2 separate regions of the Zea mays genome follow, and region 2 is linked to region 1. A link is a contact called in public Hi-C data. All regions are on one chromosome and are shown on one strand. Each heading gives the region's core, a stretch centred on a gene start, on an enhancer-like site or on the middle of the called end of the contact. The rest is flanking DNA. Distances are from core to core; before and after follow the strand shown. Region 1 holds the start of LOC100383986. Region 2 holds the start of LOC100193482 (Glutamate-1-semialdehyde 21-aminomutase 2 chloroplastic).

What was found. Hi-C and Micro-C count contacts between places; a contact is called where the count stands out from the background.
Region 2: a contact with region 1 is called in a Hi-C map of ear, with 2.5 times the contacts expected there. The contact joins the promoter of LOC100193482 here to the promoter of LOC100383986 in region 1. A contact is called at or near these places in 7 of 25 Hi-C or Micro-C datasets (bundle sheath, ear, endosperm and 3 more).

Annotation. Positions count from the first base shown.
Region 1 is chr6:166,920,592-166,924,056 of Zm-B73-REFERENCE-NAM-5.0, forward strand. LOC100383986 reads right to left here and starts at 1,586. Exons shown (of 6, transcript NM_001366853.1): 1 at 1,139-1,586; 2 at 826-1,032; 3 at 558-723. The coding sequence starts at 1,315. LOC542102 (SET domain protein SDG111) reads right to left here. Exons shown (of 4, transcript NM_001111735.3): 4 at 2,814-3,149.
Region 2 is chr6:167,056,305-167,059,769 of Zm-B73-REFERENCE-NAM-5.0, forward strand. It overlaps LOC100193482 (Glutamate-1-semialdehyde 21-aminomutase 2 chloroplastic), which reads right to left and starts at 1,667. Exons shown (of 3, transcript NM_001358757.1): 1 at 1,461-1,667. The coding sequence starts at 1,643. It overlaps LOC103631582 (putative disease resistance protein RGA3), which reads left to right and starts at 3,076. Exons shown (of 2, transcript XM_020539604.2): 1 at 3,076-3,465.

The DNA.
Region 1 (3,465 bases), core at 336-2,835:
TCTATGGACTGAGCCATGGCATATGAATTTTGTATTTTGTAGGAATTTAGGATGTCCAATCCTTTGTTTGAAAGGGATACATAGGAAAAGGTTCATATAGGACTCAAATCCCAGTGGGAGCTGCGACCCTTCAATTATCCCAATCTTTGGGGTGCAGAGAGTGATGCCCCCAATTAGAAAAACATATCAGATACTGAACTAGACTGCCAACAAAGGCATGGAAGCCAAGGAGACCAGAGCAGAAAATCAGGGATGTGCTCAGCATTAGGCCATGGACTAGAAATGTAAACACTCCCATTCTTCCATTAACATGAATAATATCCATTAGCGCTATTGCACAAGGAAACTATCATGCTCACTTTAAAATCTAATAACAGATTAAGGCTATTGATAAAGCTGGCAATGCAGTTAATCATGTGTCAAAACTCAAAAGGCAGTGGAAGTATGAAACAATTTGGCTACGATGTTTTCTCTCTCTCGAAGGAGCATGCGCACTAAAATCATGCATATCCATAAACCATTGTTCCTGAAGAGGCATGGGAGTAATGGATTCTCACCATTAGTATCGGCACAGGGGTTTTCTGCATGTCTTGGAAGATCATGGAAGACTCTCACAGGGTACAAACCAGCAACCTGGCTAACCATGCACTGCTGCCTCGTCCGAAGCAGCCTCTGCAGATCCTTGAGTCTGAATTTGTCTCCGGATAACGCCTCCTTCGCTTCCTGCAATCAGCGGACGCCCCAATGGATAAAATGCAGCTGCCCAGAATAGCCCAGCCCAATCTCGCAGCATTTTGCGTCGCGCAGACGGATTGCTCATATTACCTGCACTCGATGGTGCGCGGCGGTGAGGGACCTCGACAGCGGCAGCACCCGGTCGATCTGCTCCTGCAGCCGCTCCTTCCCCCGCTCCACGGCCTCGAGCGCCCGCCTCCTGCCGACGACGGCCGCCTCCAAACGCGCTTGCTGGAGGTCCACCATCCGCGTCAACTCGTCCAGCTCCTCCGCCTGCCGCAGCGCCTCCCTCCTTACCTGCCCGAGCGCCAAACCACATGAACAAAAAATAACAATAACAATAAATCGAACCACGTCTGCCCGAAGGGGGGCGATTGGCTCAAGCCATTTGCGGGCGTGGCACCTGGAGCGCGGCCTCGATGCGGCGGGCCAGGATCGCCCGTTCCTCGCCCGCAGCCGCGAGCTCCGCGGCCTTGCCGCGCAGCTCCCGCCACGCGACCGCCGCCTCCTCCTCGTCCTCCACCACCGCGGCGCCCGGACCGGGCGCGCGAGGATTCCCCACCCGAACCGCCGGAGTCATCGCGGCCCTACCGTCGCAGCGGATGGTGACGTGTGGCAGAGGCGAAGAGAGCAGGCGGCGGCGGCGCCCATGGCCGGGCCGGTGAGGCGGTGACGGCTGCGTCCGTCGAAACCGAAGCTCGCCCAACGCCTACTCAAAAGGCGGAAACAGCAGTCGGAAAAGCAAAAAGCGGCGGCGTCACGATGCGTTGCGTTGTTGCGGAGGGCGCAAGCGAACGGTTGGACGTGAATGCGATGCCGATGCGTGGGTCGTGTGGGTTTTTGCCGGCCGGTTTGAGAGTTTGTCTCGGCGACGCAACGCGACGCGGGTGAGTGGACGGTGCTAGGTGCGCAGAGGGCGGGCCGCGGACGAGCCAGCCAGGCTAGGCCGCGGGTCCGGACTCCGGACTCGTGTACGCGCGCGCGGGGACCGCGGATCTCGCAATTATGGTGGTGCCAGCCACGTTGGCTGGCTGTTCTTGCCAGAATGCATATCAGCATATGGTGTAGAGATGGCAATGGGTACACGTGACTCGATACTCCATAGATATTTACTTTATTAGGGTATGTATATGGGCTAAATATTTTACTCGTGGGTCTATTATTGGACAAAAATCTACATCCAATGGGTAAACGGGTATTAGAACGTTCCGCCTTCACCCGTACTCGTTAACCCGTGGGTATAAAATACCCAATATAAACTTAGCCCAAGTGTGAACTTGGACTTTAGCATCCATCCTTTTTACTATTTAACAAGCTTTTAGTCCATAATGTAATAGAAGGCTTAACGACAATTTAATGACAATATAATGGAACATATAATGTGTTATGTAGTACTATCCTACTGTTACTACTTTATCTAAATATTTTTGGTGTGTTGAATAGATGGTTAAATGATGCTAGAAATTTTTTAATGGTATTTAGATGGATATACTTGACATTTGTTTAATATAATATTTTGATAGATATTTAATTTTTATGGGTATGGGTGACCCGTTGGGTAACTCATACCCATATGGGTATGAGTATGTGGGTAAATTCATACCCGTCAATGTATATGGTGACTCGATTAGATTATTTTTATATCGTGGGTATGTGTATGGGGTAGTAATACCGGTGAGTATTTACCCATTGCCATCTCTAATTTTGGTGACTGGTGATGTGAGAAGGACGGGCGTGCCCTGCGCCGTCGACGCCGCTGAAGGAGATGCGGTTTTCCCCCTCGTACATTCGGATATCGCTTTCAACTGACAGCGAAATCGGCTAATGTACAAACAAGCAACTGCTTCACCAGCAACGGGGTGAGGCGCAAATTTTCTGCCTCGTCATCGGAAGATGTCTGGCGCCCACGATGCCAGTAGCTGCACCTCTCGCTTCAAATTCCATTCGCCGACGCCCACAAGGCCACAACGAAACCAGTTCCAAATTGTATCAACTGCATCCCTACCTGGACATTCAGCATACACCTAAACATTGCTGAAAATATCGGCCACGATGCATCACATGAAACGAGCAAGGGAGGCAGAAAATTCGAGTCAAAAGCAACATAATCCTAAACCAGGATAATTTACATGACCAGATCCAAGGAGTCACGGTTAAACAACCAGGCGTCCAGAGCAAACAGGGATCATAACAAGTTTACACAGACCGGTGCAGCTGGTGGACAAGATTAGCAGAAGAAATACATCAATCCACACCCCCATAAATATTTGAACAAATGGTGGGAGAACGGCCACCATGCCGTGCAGGGCAACAGAAATTCTACAGTTTGACAACAACTTGCTGTCTTCACAGTACACATGGCAGCAATTGGAATCATCAGTCATACTCATATCATCCGGAGACTAAGAAAGGATCTGTAAAAGAAATAACAGGACAGCATGAGTAAGATGCCTGTCAGACAGATTTCACACACCAATAAAAAGTATACAAGTTAAAACTTAGTCAAAGGCATCATTTCATGAATGGCAGCTATAATGAGTCAGATAACTAGGACTTTCAGGAGCAACATGCTGTATACAAATACAATCAGCATTTGCAGTGCACCATGCAGGGTGGCTCTGTTTCAGGAACTAAACGGGAAACTTCCAAAGTTGCTCTTCACAGCTTTGTAATATGCTTTGAGTTCCATGCTGATGTTTTTAATTAAAAAAGGTACTACAAGTCTACAAA
Region 2 (3,465 bases), core at 417-2,916, 140 kb after region 1:
AAAATGGCTACTAACTTCATAAAGGTATGGTATTTTACCGGTTTGTCACATCAAAAGTAATGCTTGCTGCACCTAGGTAATCCTATCTCAATAGGATTGCTTTCATCTACATGGCTTACTCATGTGTCAATTGGGTTGAGGACTAAGGCTGACTCCAATTCTTCTTATACATCGCCCCTTATTTGTACTTTCTAATATATCTTACTATATCCCCCTAAAGATCCTCCCCTTACATACAGTTCGTCTCCAACAATTCCCCTTATACAACACCCCTATCTAACTAAGTTAATGAACACGTATTTATCATTTTTGAAATTTTAAAAAATCATACAATATTTGTAGTATCATAATATATATTATCATTATGTCACAGGGCTTAATTAAGGTTAAAAACATGCTAATTAACATATAGGGGAGCATATTGCCCACCCTATATATACAAGGAGATTCCTATCTCCCTATACACAGGGGGAGTAGGATGGCAATTGGCAATGGGTCGGGCTCACATCGGATGGAGAAAAAACCCGCCCTCTGATCGAGTGGTACGATCGCATCCATGAAGTCTACCTAAACCCGTCTGTGATGGCACCCGCGGGTGCAATTCCAAACCCACACTCGAACCCGTCAGGTTTCAGTCCACCCACGGGTTTTTACTAAGTGTACACTTTTAAACAGTAAATCAACTATAAGCAATTATGTACCACCAATAATTGAGTTATACATATGAATGTTAAGCCTTCTCTCATTAAGCAGCAACAAAACATTTTCATGAATCATTAGCTAAGTTACTTTTTTTTAAATAATTACTAGTGTATATCATTTTTGCGCAAAATAAAGAATGAACCAAATTTCGAATCGAGTGCGGGTCACCCACGGGTTAAAATAGAAACCCACACCCACACCCACACCCACACCCGCAAAACTTTGGATCGAGTGCGGCCGGGTGCACATGTGAGTCAAAATCTTCGCCCACACCCACACCTATCAGGTCGGGTATAAGTCGGATTTTAGGTCTGCAGCTTAAATTGCCATCCCCGGGAGCTACAGGGGAGTTGTTGGAGACGAGGTCCCCCTAAAGCTCCCTTATGTTCGGTTGAGAGAGCTTTACGGTGTGCTGTTGTTTACGGTGTGCTGGTGGAGTTTGCCTTACTAAGCTCACAATATCGGGCCCATTCCAGACCCTTTTCCCAGCCCCCGGTTTCCGCGTTCCACGCCATCTTTGACAATCCACCTCTTATTGCGTTACCAGCAACCCTTGGCGGAAATACAGAAAAGAAAAGCGAACCGATCGGCCACAATTTCCACGACAAAGACAAACAATGCATTCCCCAGCTGGCCGCAAGCGACGTCTCTTCTTCCGAATTCACACCTCAAAAGCGACGAGGGCCTCCGAAACGAACGGGAACCCTGGCAGACGGCATCTAGGAGACGCGGAGCGAAGGAATTAGAGAGGGCGGTACCTTGGCGGCGTTGAAGATCTCCTCGGACTTCTGCACCGTGTACGCCTTCTCGCCCTTCTCGAGGGATATCGCGGCCCGCACCACCGACAGCCGAGCGCGGCGTCCCGCAGAAGCCCTCCTCGGCGCGGCCGGCCGGGCCGAGACCCCGGACGCCACGGCGGCGGCTGCTGCTGCTCCGGCCATACTTGGGCTTGCTCGTCTCGCGCGATGTCGGAGGTGGAGCAGATGAGGGGGGATAAGAAATTTCAGAGGGGTTTGCGGCGATTGGGTCTTAAAGCTAGGCCGGGCCTACCAATGCACCGCACGACCTCTTCTCTGTATTAATTTTTTTTTACCCCGCCTTTGTAACTTGTAATTGTAAGCGAGACGTCTGGTGGCGCTTACGTCCAGCCTGCAGGTAGGCTGGGCCGAAAATTTTATCCCAAAATCGCTTTTGGGTTAGGTGGTCTGTGGGCTGCTACTTCGCCTCCGTACTAGGGCGGAGGTGCAGGTCTCAAGCCCGCTAGCTTACGCTATACATAAGCACATATTTCTTTTTTTTATAAATATAAAATATTTAAAAATATTAAAAACTATGGGTCACAAGTTTACAACCCAATCCTCGGGCGCTATTGCAGACCGAGCCTGGTGTAGTTGTCTGGTGGACAAGTATTCTACAGAATATGAACAGATTTCTTATACAAGATCGAAAACATGAACAAACAGGCAACAGCTAGGGCTTGCAAGTTTTTAAGGCATGTACAGTGGTGTTTAATGGGGAGGCTCTTAAGGTGTTTAAGGGGGTTATTTGCAAAAAAATCTTAGAGCCGTCTCTCCGTGAAAAGACGTCTCTGGCTCGTAAACCAAGTAGCAACAGACACCTCTAGAGATGGCAATGGGTAAATACCCATCGGGTATTACTACCCCATACCCATACCCACGACACAAAATTAACCCTATCGGGTCACCCATATACACTGGTGGGTATGGATTTACCCCCATACCCATACCCATGTGGGTATGGGTCACCCATCGGGTCACCCGTACCCACAATTAAACATCTATCAAAATATTATATTATACAAATGTCAAGTATATCCATCTAAATATCAGTACAAAATTTCTAGCATCATTTAACCATCCATTCAACACACCAAAGATAGTTGGATAAAGTAGTAACACTAGGATAGTACTAAATAGCACATTACATGTTCTATTACATGGTCATTAAATTGTTGTTAAGCCTTCTATGACATTATGGCCTAAAAGGTTGTTAAATAGTAAAAAAGATGGATGACTAAAGTCCAAGTTCAGGCTTAGGCTAAGTTTATATTGGGTATTTTATACCCACGGGTTAACGGGTATGGGTAAAGACAGAACGTTCTAATACCCGTTTACCCATTGGGTGAAGTTTATTGCCCAATAACAGACCCACGAGTAGAATATTTAGCTCACATACATACCCTAATGGAGTAAATACCCATCGGGTATCGGGTCGCGGGTACCCATTGCCATCTCTAGACACCTCACTTCCCGCTGTACGAATTTGTCGTCTGTTCTATCGATCTGATGCTATATAAATACATTTAATTCTGTATTTATTAATAAACTATGTTTATAGACACTCCATTGTACAATAGAGTCTCTTAGTTGTCTCCTGTGCTTGAGAACCGTTTTGGTGTCTCTCCACTATACATGTCCTAATGCTTATTATTATAGGTTTTCTGGAATTGTCCGAGCTTACAGCACCAAAATTAGTTGCATTAAATCGACCAAGATTAATAAACGGTCAGCTGCATGTTATTATTGTCAAAATAGAAGTGCCTAAACTCGTCCGTTGTTACTTGCTTGATAAATCGGGGAAGAAACGTACAAGCACCATGTCGACAACGACAGACTGACTTAGGCTATATTTGTTTCCCTCCTAACTTATATATAAGCTAGATTATAGTGAAAGTGTAGGAGGATAAAATATCTCTTTGAAACATAAATAAGCTAAAATAAACTAGTATTGGGTAGTTTATTT